2 separate regions of the Sus scrofa genome follow, and region 1 is linked to region 2. The links are chromatin contacts, called in public promoter capture Hi-C maps. All regions are on one chromosome and are shown on one strand. Each heading gives the region's core, a stretch centred on a gene start, on an enhancer-like site or on the middle of the called end of the contact. The rest is flanking DNA. Distances are from core to core; before and after follow the strand shown. Region 1 holds the start of FKBP14 (FK506 binding protein 14). Region 2 overlaps PLEKHA8 (pleckstrin homology domain-containing family A member 8).

Region 1 (5,380 bases), core at 1,959-4,458, 38 kb before region 2:
TTCAATTCACGGCCCATCTTTCCTGATGCACATTTCAGAAAGCTGACTTGGCTAGAGAGGGCAGAGAGAATAATAATGAAAACAACTATCTGAGCATTTACTGTAGACCAGATATTATCTTAAATGCTTTGATTCTTTTAAGTCTAACAATGATCATATGAGGAAAGCACCACTACCACCCCATTATACAGATGAGGAAACTGAGGTTAAGTGAGCCAGTCTCAGACCTAACTCGGAAGTTCTTAAGTCTTAATCAAAAAGTGATACTGACCCAGGAAGGCCACTAGGGTGCAGAAGAGGGATGAAATAATGGAAAATGAGTGTGGGAAGGAGGATGAGAGGCTAAGGAGAATTTACTGCCAATACTGGCGGGTCCATGCTCACATGGACAATGGAGAGTCAAGAGCACATTGTCTTTCATCCTGCCGACAGCTTTTCTGATGTATAGCCTGCTGATGGCTCTAACAGATTCAAGAGACTGCTCTTTTCACAAACCCTGGCCCAGTTCTCTCCCTAGGCATTGACTCTGGGGCTATGCAGGGAGGCCTGGAGCAGTGGCCCCTCAAGGACTGGGGAAGAAGGGAAGGGTCAAGATATCCAGGCTCACGAGCTGAAGAGAGGCCAGCTGTTGAGCAACTGGAGAAGGCCTGCTGGCCGGGTAGTACATGAACCTGCTAGCTCCTCTTAGTGCAATGAGGAAAGGGTTCTATTCAAGGATCTCTTACAGATGAGAACTGTACCAGGCTTCACTCTACCAGGCTTCACAGGTACCATGGTTAATAAATGGAGGTAAAGACCATTACTTCTTTTCCTTAAAAGTAATCAAAGTAGCAAAATGGCAACAGTAGGAAACAGGGGACGGTCAGAAAATATAGAAAAAAATGAAAGAATCTACCACCCAGAAGCCTACAGTTTTGGCACACTTCTTGCCGAATCCTTCATGGCTAAAGGATTTAGGCTATTTACCACATAGGCTGTGGTTCTCAAAATGATGAATACGCTTTTTAAACTGATCATTAGATGGTACTTCTTTATAATACTCAGAGTTAGCAGTACTGGCCATTTACATGGAGGCTGCCTGACAATATTCCTGTCTTCAGGTACTAGAACTTTAGTAGCAGAGTGCTAATTAATATCCCGATGTTCCCACCGAAATCCACACAGGCTTTTGGTTCTGAGACCTGAAATAGATCAGCCTGGATCTAAAAGAGATCATACCAAAAATTAAAATGTAAAGGAAAGTTTCGGAAGGCAAATCATAATATCATTTAATGTCCACTGTGGCTCTGGCCTTGTTGACAAAAAGATAAGACTGTTGAGAAGTCTATGGCAAGCCGGCATCTTGGAACTTTTTGCCATTGACTTTAAAATGTCATGACAGATCAGATCTGAATGCCCAGTAATGGCAGTTGATCAGAAGATGAGGTCGAGGGAGTGCCTGTTGTGGTTGAGTGGCTCATGAACCCAACTAATATCCATGAGGATGCAGGTTTGATTCCTGGCCTTGCTCAGTAGGTTAAGGATTCAGTGTTGCCATGAGATGTACATCGCGGACACAACTTGGATCCCATGTTGCCGTGGCTGTGGTGTAGGCTGGCAGCTGTAGCTCCAATTCGACCCCAGCCCAGGAACTTCCATATGCGACGGGTGCAGCCCTAAAAAGAGAAAAGAAAAGAAAATGAGGTCTAGGATGGGCCATGAAGCTTTGCTGCTTTAGTTCAGGCTGCTCTTTCCACCTGGTGTCCTTCCTTCCTCATTCTCTACCTGGGAAACCTCCAGCCACCCATCTTTCAAGACCCACCTCAATTATGATCTCTCAGAAGGTGTTCTTTCCCCATCTCTCAGAGCATGATAAATTCCAGAGTCCGTGCTTCGTGAGCACTTTGAACATTCTGAACTTTACAGCTGTCTTCCTCCCCCCTGTACTCAGTGTCCTGCTAGAGGACAAGAACCCAGTCTTAGTCATCTCCGCATCCTCAGGGCCTGCCTTGGGGCTGCTCAGTAAAGATTTGATAGATGGAGATGAATGAATGGTGAGGACAGAGAGAAGCCAGATGTTTTAAATCCACCTAGGGTCAAGCACAGGGCCTAACATAAAGAAATGTTCAATGAATACTTTAGGGATGGAATCCGAGAATCAAGGCCTGATGGGAAATCATTACACTTACAAAACTTTTCCCTGTTGCAATTTCTTTCTTTATAAAACAGAAATAAGGACAGTGTAACCATCTGAAAATCTTTCACTGTAGGTATTGGATTAATCTTCCATAACCACACCCACACCCATCAATGAGGTCTTTGAATTTCTAGAAAGAAACAATGAAACAAATAATGTCCCTGTGCCTTGACCAAAATGTCACCAGGCCAAAAGTTAAATAGGTCAGTGGACTACTGTTAACATATCCTACCACAAGCAAATAAATAATTGTGTATTCTGCTCATGAAAGGGCTATGAAAAGTTTAATTTCACCTTTACCAAAGAAAAATGGAATTGAGTTATTTTCCCTCAGGAACAAGAGAAATGAGAATGCCTTTATGTCTTTTCCACTTATTGCCTATTTATACACCTAGATATTTCTACAGGATTTCAGAGATTCTAGCTCTAATTTTTACAATAAAAAAATTTATCGTTTTATCCTGACCACGTTTCCAGTAAGACCTTCAAAGGCCTTGTTATATAAGATTGACTTTAACCAATTCCTTTCCCCAAAGAGAGAAATTCGATATTTTAGTTTTTTAAAAGGGAGATAACGCTGGTACACGCTACTGTTCCTGCCCAAGAGCTGGCCTAAGTGGGTGGGTTCTTTACTTCTTTACCTGCAGGGTATAATTACTTACGTGGAGTGAAATAAGGAGCCGTCCTTTTCTAAGTAGCCTTCATAGTGGACCAGCATCAAATCCCCCCCTTTGGTCTTGCGATGGCAGATGAATGGCTTCTGGAGCACTTCAATCTTCACTTCTGGTTCAGGGATCAGAGCCCCGCTCGAAGAAGTGACTAACAGCGTCAGGACCGCGTTCCACAAGAAAAGCCTCATGTTGCCAGAGCAGGAAAGAAGTTCCTAGAAAAACAGAGAAAGGGCCCCCGACCTCATAGAGTTAAAAATGTAGTTGAAAGCTTAGGACAACAGCCTCTGGCAAGTTCATAACTCTCCCTCCCAGTAGACGTGGCACATTCACTACGGACAACTTTCCCGTGCAACTTCGAACTGGTTTCTAAAGAGTTAAACCCAAGCCCGGGCCTGACTGGCTCCAACCACGCGGACGCCTGGGCAGGGCGGCCTCTTATTGGCTAGTGGAGCTGTCTCTCGGGCGACTCTCGAACCAATGACTCTACAACCATGTAATTTACCACCCGGTAGCCCAGGGGAGAACCACCCGGAGTGGTCCCGGAGCCCGACAGACTACAGAATTCCTCTACCTGGCACTTTAAGAAAGGGGTGGGGCGCGGAGCTCACCGGAAACTTCTCAGGCAAAGTCACGGCTGCGGAGAACCTGGCTTCAGTGAGAAGTCGTGGACCCAGGTGAAACAGCAGAGGTTTAAGGAAAGACTCCTTTGCTCTCATAGTTGGTGCGGTCCCCCTCCCCCATAGTAATTGCTTATTATTTAATTTACGGTGCAATCGATAAAGACTTTAGCAGTGCTTTTGGTTTCACAAAGTGCATTCCTGTGTTTGACGCTCACTACCCTGCGGGTAAGGCAGATTCTTTTATTCCATTTAAAAGATGAGCATATATAGGCTAGGAGAGGTTGTGTCCTGCTTAAGGTTGTTGAGCGTCAAAAGCCGTTGAGCTCCGCCGTCAAACCAGGTATTGTGATGTATTGTGCATCACTGCATTATGTTACGGCTGCTAATAATTTATCATCTAAATGACCTTAGTGTAGAGAGTCAATAATAGCCTCTATCAAGAATAAGTGCAGACCATAGTTCCCGTTGTTGCTCAGCTAACTCGACATTATATCTGAGAGGATGCGGGTTGGGTCCCTGGCCACGCTCAGTAGGTTAAGGATCCAGCACTGCCACAAGCTGTGACATGGGTTGCAGATGCAGCTGGGATCTGGCGTTTCTGTGGCTGTGGCCAGGGAGCTTCCATATGCTGCAGGTGCGGCTCTAAAAAGAAAAACAAAACTCGAGAGAGAGTGCAGATCTCGGCCTTAAAGAAATAGTAATCACATTTACGAGTTACACAAGCTCAACTTAGTTTAAAATTTTTAGTTTTACATTGTTCTCATAATTTCAAAAGCAATACGTGTACATTGTAGTCGAGTTGGAAGAAACTGGAAAGCACTAGAATTCCCAGTTAAAAAACAGGAGCCACATTAAATTTGAATTCCAGATAAACGAGTTGATTGTTCTTTGTTTTTATTTGCTAAATCTGGCAGACTTTCACTAAAGAAAAAGAAAGAAAAAAGATTTCCTATGATACCACCATCCAGATATAATCCTCTGAACACCTTGTTGTATGCTTTTGTGACACATGCCTAAAACAATTAGGATCCTATTGTACACTGTTTCATAACCTGCTTTTCCACTGAGTCTACAGTTAACATTTTCCCTAGTCAAATATCCTTAGCACAGTGCTTTCTCACACTTTAATACGCATAGGAATCCCCTGGGAGTTCCTGGACCCATTCAAGAGTTCAATTCAGCAGTTTCTGGGCTTGGAGCGATATCCTGCAATTCCGGCAATCTCCTAGGTGAGGTCAATGCTGCAGTCGGTGGACCACACTTTCTGTAGCGGGGCCTTAGAGTTTAGAAAACGTCTGCTAACACTGCCACACACAACATTCATTCACCTCCTTCTGCCCTAATGGGCACCTCAATAGCCTTGAAGTGTGTGAGATCAATTAGCTTTGAAAAAAAGAATTAGACCTTGAGGACTAGAATCCAGGGAGCAGCCTAAGGGGTCCCGGTGATCCCAAACGTTAAGAGGTAGGTAGGATCCATCTACAGCACATTAACTTGGGACTTGCCCCAGTGGCCTCCCTCCTCTGTTCTCACCCTTTCCATAGTCCCTAGCCTGCGGGACTCCTTTTCCCCGCCGGCCTCTGCGGCTACGTCAGCGCGGCCGCCGCGGTTGCCGCTAAAGCCCGGAGTGGATTTTGGGAACGTGCGCGCAGGCGATGCACGGGGCATGCGCGAGCGGGCTCCGGGCCGGGTGGGTAGAGGCTTCAGGTGGCGCGCGGTGGCGCCGCCCGCGACCCGCCGCCCCGCTTGCGGCCCTGTGGTGGCCGCAGCCGCCCCTCGGCCTCACCCAGTGCTTTGGCCTCCTTGTGGACAGCGCGCCGGCCCCGCGGTGCGGGGCCACGGGTCGGCCGCGCCTTCACGTGTCCAGGCCGCCGCAGTGACCCCGCCCCCGGGCCCAGGATGTGAGGCCCGCG
Region 2 (5,510 bases), core at 875-3,374:
TTCCCTTTTACATTAATTTGGCAGCTTTTTGAAAACTAAGTGACCCTATAAATGTGGGTCTGTTTCTGGACTGTCTTCTGTTTTAATGATCTGTTGGTTTTTCCTTATCCTGATAGTACAGTATCTTAATTATTGTGCCTCTATAGTAAGGCTAAAAATCAGCCTTGGAATATAAGTCTTCCAATTGTGTTCCTTTTTTCCAAGATGTTTTGGCAATTCTGGCTCCTTTATATGTCCATATAAATTTTAACTTTTCAGTTTCTATTAAATAGCCTGTTAAGATTTTAATTAAGATTACGTTGAATCTGTAAACTAATTGGTAGGACGTTGACGTCTTAAACAGCATCGAGTCTTCAGCTCATGGGTGTGCTGTTACAGCTCTCTATTTACCGAGGTCGTCTTTAACCACATTTTACAGAGGGTGGAGGTCCTGTACATCTATTGTTAGGAATAAATTTGGGGATTTTATAGTTTTCTTATGCTATCATAAAAAAGTATTTCATTTTCCAATTGTTCATTAATAGCATATAGATGCAGTTGACTTTTGTACATTGAATTGTTTTTTTACAATCATGAATGAGTTAATTTTACAAAATGTAATTTTTATATTTATTGAAATTGTTATGTTTTTTCCCTGTATACTTCATTAGTGTAATAAATTACATCATTTGGGTGTATTTAAGCCTGCAGTGGATTTCTCCCTTCTTGCTATTTATTTTCTGTTTTTCTCATCTGTTCTTTGTTCCTTTCTTTATTCCTTTCTTGATTTCTAGCCAATTTATCAGTTATTTTTTTAGTATTCTATTTTATTTCTTCTTTTGACTTTTTAGCTCCTTATCTTTGTTTCTGTCTTTCTTTTGGTTAAGTCATGTATTTTTTAGAATTTTGTTAAATTTTCTCTTTGTACCCTTTTGTGTTAGTTTTTAGTTGCCCTATGCCGCAAAAATATTCAAGCTACATATGTAATTTAAAATTTTCTAGCAAGCACATTAAAATAGTAAAGCAAAACAGATAAAACTAATTTTAATAATGTATTTTATCTAACTTGGTATATCCAAAATATCATCTCAACATGGAATCAATGTAAACGAGTCAGTAATGAGATAATTTTGTTTTTTGGCACTAAGTCTTTGAAATCTGGTATGTGTTTACACTAACAGAACATTTCAGTTTGGAATAGGGTACATTGCACGTGCTCAGTAGCCACACATCTAGTGGCTACCATATTGGACAATGCAGCCCTAAGGATTACAATATGCATTCAGACTTATAAAGTTATCTTCACCTGCCCCTAGGGCTGTATTATAGTTACTCACTTGAGAGCAGACTAGTAGAAGAAAGCAGTAACGGTGTCCTAGAAAGCTTTCAAGCTTATGTTTAGAAAGTGATTTAAAAGCAAAAAATTAAAGTTTGTGGGGGGTAGTAAATCTGTTTAATTCATTGTTGCTATAAAACTTATTTTCCACTTGAAAAAAAATCCCTTCTTCAAAGATGTTTTCATTCTTTTCTTGTAGACAAACTTGGCCCCACGGTGTTTGCTCCTGTTAAAATGGATCTAGTTGGAAATATTAAGGTGAATATACTGGCTTATCTTTGTGTCCCTGTATATTTAGAGGGAGGAGTTGCATGAAATCTCATTCAGAGACAAATAACTCTTGACTTTTTTACTCAGCATGAAAAGCACAGGCCAGCCGTAAGAACATTTCTCACAGAAAAAAATACTTTAACAACAGTGCTTTTAAACCCTTAGAATATTTAATTCTAGCATAAGCCTCATAAAAACTTGCAAACAAATAAAACCCATTACTTTGAAACCATAAGGAAGGTGACAGAGACTTTTTTTTTTTTTGGCCGAGCCCACAGCATGTGGAAGTTTCCAGGCCAGCAATTGAATCTGCATACAGCAGTGACCCAAGCCACAGTAGTGACAACATCAGATCCTTATCCTTTAGCCACCGGGGAAGTCCAGCTTTAACATTTTTAACCTAAGATTGTTTCCCTCCTTTTCTTGCAGAAGGTAAATCAGAAGTATATTACCAACAAGGAAGAGTTTACCACCCTCCAAAAGATAGTGCTGCATGAAGTGGAAGCCGACGTAGCCCAGGTTCGGAACTCAGCTACAGAAGCCCTCTTGTGGCTGAAGAGGTAAGGCAGCTGGGGTGGGGCAGCAGTTAAAATCCCGCTTAGTTGAAATGTTGCCTCCAAAATCAATTGCTATACAAAGGAGACTGCTTTTGAGGGACAGCTGTAACTCAGCTGTATAAAGACCTAGTGAATAGAGCACCACCTTTTTTTTTGCCTCCATCTTGATGGTGAGAAGCATTGTTAATAGAATATATAAGATTGGTATCATAAAAGACAATGCAGTTGATTGGTTTGTCTTTAAGTCAGTGGATCACAAACTTTAGTGGCACCACAATCACCTGGAGGGCTTATTTGAAAAAAACAGAAATTGCGCCACTCGAAACTCAGAGTTTCTAAGTCAGTAAATCTGGAATGAGGCTTCCCAATTTTGCATTTCTGACAAGTTCCCAGGTGATGCTAAAGCCTCTGGTCCTGGGACTACATTTTGAAAACCACTGTTTTGGTATTTCAGATAAGAAAGGTCTAGAGAAAGCTAAAGGGAAATGACAGGGAAGAAACTCAGAGAGGACTGCTATGTGACTTGACCTAAGATACTCTTAAAAAGAAGCTAATGTCATTTCTATATACCCATTTAATATGAGTGAATTTTGAAAATTATGTTTCTTCTTTTTTGTTTTAGAGGTCTCAAATTTTTGAAGGGCTTTTTGACAGAAGTGAAAAATGGAGAAAAGGACATCCAGACAGCCCTGAGTGAGTGTTCTTTACATGTTGATTGGTTGATTGACTGCAGTGTGAAATGGAGACCCCTGGTGGAGGAGACAGGGTCTGCTTTTCAAGACTTGATTTTTTTTCTACTTCATTCTTACTAATGTTTATTATGATGATGATGTTTCGTATATGCTTTGTTAAAAAAGAACCCTGAGATAGTGACCTAGTAATCTAGATCTAACTTATTAAAAATCAGTATATCTTAAAAAAAGAGCTAAATTAATAGCGAGCTCTCTCTTAATCTTAATAGGAAAACCTACTATTTTTAAGACATTAGTTCTTCCTAAATTATACTGTGTAGTTCTCTAAAATCAATATCCAAATGGAAGCTAGTTTTGGAGGCAGTAAAAGGGAGGGGGATCCCTGGGAATCTGCTCTGAAGTGAGAGGAAGGGTTGGGCATCATCCCGTGCTCCTCAGGTTGAAACTAGGATGAAGGCCTTGGTCAAAGGAGATGGCCCTCTGTCTCTAGCACTTAATGCAGCGCCTGGAATGTTGAAGGTGCTTATTAATAAACATGGGTGGGTGGGTGGAGGGATGCATGGTTCATTGCATCTGTCAGGCCATTTTTGGAAAACATTGAGGACTTGGAAGCGTCCTTGTGGTGCTCCTAACAAAGTGACTGAGCTCTCACTTAGGAAATCCTTCCAGGATGAGCATTGAGGCACTGGCGGGTGCGTGGGTGGGAATGAAATTCCATGTGTTTTGAAGCCCTGTATTGTTATGTTGTAGAGAAGCACATGGTCACACTCGAAGCAGCCGTGATTATAAATAGTGAAGTGAATGAATTAGATGCTTCTGTTGGGAAGGAGGAGCCAGTGTTCACAGCAGAATTTTATCAGGGTCAGGGGTGGGTTCTTCCTTTTGTCTGTCCTCCCTCTGGGTCATGAGCCCTGAGGGATCCTGCCCTCTCATGATTTTCTCAGGCTTCCCTGTCTGGAAACTAGCTGAAGTGCCATGAAACAATAAAAGGTGTTATTTCTGTAATACTGTATTAAAAATTCAGACAACCTAGTCCTCACATCAGTCTATTTTTATAAGTTAGGTGATTGAAATTCTGCAAGATTTAGAGATATGCTAAGACCACAAAAGATCTGGAGCAGTGTCACTTTGGGATCCCTGCTTCCAGAGCCTTCATTTCTTCCACAAAAGTCTCTACCATCCCTGAGCTGCCTGCATTTTGGAGTTTCTCATCCATCCCTGAGTTTCCAGGGCAGTGTCAGTTATATTCTGCCCTTTGTGTCCTGATTTCAGGACTCAAAGTTAGACTCACCGTGACTGTTAGGACCCGCTGAAGCATCTACCAAACTTTACGGCTTTGTGGAGAGATTAAGATCTTGGCCTCTCAGGTTTCACCAGCGAATGGTATTGTGCCCTTAAGCAATTGACTGAACTTTTCTCTGCCTCTGTTTCCTCATCTATAAAATGGGAGTGATGATTTGATTTCCCTAATAAGATTGTTGTAAAGATTAAATAGGTTTATGCATGTGGAAAGTTTAGAAAACTGGTTCATGGAGTTCCCATCGTGGCACGGTGGAAATGAATCTGACTGGGAACCATGAGGTTGTGGGTTCAATCCCTGGCCTCACTCCGTGGGTTAAGGATCTGGCGTTGCCAAGAGCTGTGGTGTAGGTCGCAGATGTGGCTCAGATCTGGCATTGCTGTGGCTCTGGCGTAGGCTGACAGCAGTAACTCCGATTAGACCCCTAGCCTGGGAACCTCCATATGCTGCAGATGCAGCCCTAGAAAGGCAAAAAAGACAAAAAAAAATAAAGAATGCCTTGTCTGAAATCCATTCAGTGTATGGATCTGTGCAACAGTGGTGAGACACATGGAAAAGAAGCAAGAGCAATTAAAAAAAAAATTGGTTCATAATAAGCACTTAATAGAAGTTAGCTTCTATTATTGTTTGTATTTTTATCATGACATACAAAGTTAATAACCTGGCAGAAAATGGGGCTTATTTGTCCCGAATCACAAATGGAGAGTTTGCAAAGCTCAGTTGCCTAGGCCAAATTTTCTGTCCAGACTAACTTCTTAATATGAGAAAGTTCCATTGGAGGAAGACTCTGCCCCTTGCAGGAAATGCAGATGATATGGGATTCAGCACTCTGTGCCTGGCGGACTCCACATTACACAGGATGCTGTTGCTGTGTAGTGGCTGTCTGTGTGAGGGGAAGTGGGGGATGCTAATCTCGTGACTCTTCTAGTGGAGCTGGGATGGACTAGAACCCAGCCACTAGCAGCCAAAAAGAAAAGCTTTGTCTCTTGGAGGTAGAGGAAGTTGAGGATATAACCTTTCTGCCCTTCCCTCATCCCTCATTCTGCTCCTTTTCCTCCCCTCCCTTTTACATAATTTGGGAACTGGGCCTAGAGATGTTGACATTGTGAAAAGAGAGGCAGCTCGAAGGGTGAATGCTGCTTCAGAACTGAAATAATCACAGCCAGTCTCAGCTTCTCCTTCCCTCTCTTCCCCTGTGGACTGTTTCAGCAGAAAGGAAAAGGGACCATACATTTGAGATTTTCATCCTGACGCTCAGCCTTTGCTCAGAACTTTTCATGATTTAAATCACCTTTGCTTGTAGAGATTCCCAGTTTCCTGCTACTGTTCAGTGTAGAGAGATAACACTCCCCTAACCAACCCCCTCCGGACAGACA

What was found. Promoter capture Hi-C pulls out the DNA fragments that hold promoters and counts their contacts.
Region 1: a contact with region 2 is called in a promoter capture Hi-C map of liver, with 3 times the contacts expected there. The contact joins the promoter of FKBP14 here to the enhancer-like site in region 2. A contact is called at or near these places in 1 of 5 promoter capture datasets (liver), 19 of 47 Hi-C or Micro-C datasets (alveolar macrophages, blood, embryonic fibroblasts and 8 more) and 2 of 2 datasets of contacts at active chromatin or transcription factors (alveolar macrophages and skeletal muscle).

What each region holds. Positions count from the first base shown.
Region 1 is chr18:42,900,928-42,906,307 of Sscrofa11.1, reverse strand. FKBP14 (FK506 binding protein 14) reads right to left here and starts at 3,208. Exons shown (of 4, transcript NM_001244527.1): 1 at 2,839-3,208. The coding sequence starts at 3,035. It overlaps PLEKHA8 (pleckstrin homology domain-containing family A member 8), which reads left to right and starts at 5,105. Exons shown (of 14, transcript XM_005673281.2): 1 at 5,105-5,380.
Region 2 is chr18:42,861,520-42,867,029 of Sscrofa11.1, reverse strand. PLEKHA8 (pleckstrin homology domain-containing family A member 8) reads left to right here. Exons shown (of 14, transcript XM_005673281.2): 10 at 1,515-1,573; 11 at 2,015-2,145; 12 at 2,765-2,835. Among named protein-coding and RNA genes, the nearest start is that of PLEKHA8, 37 kb to the left of the region's middle. Within about 2 kb of position 2,124, at least 2 of the 83 cell types and tissues checked have an H3K27ac peak or open chromatin away from gene starts, as enhancers often do. A contact at or near this core is called in liver, where this site is marked.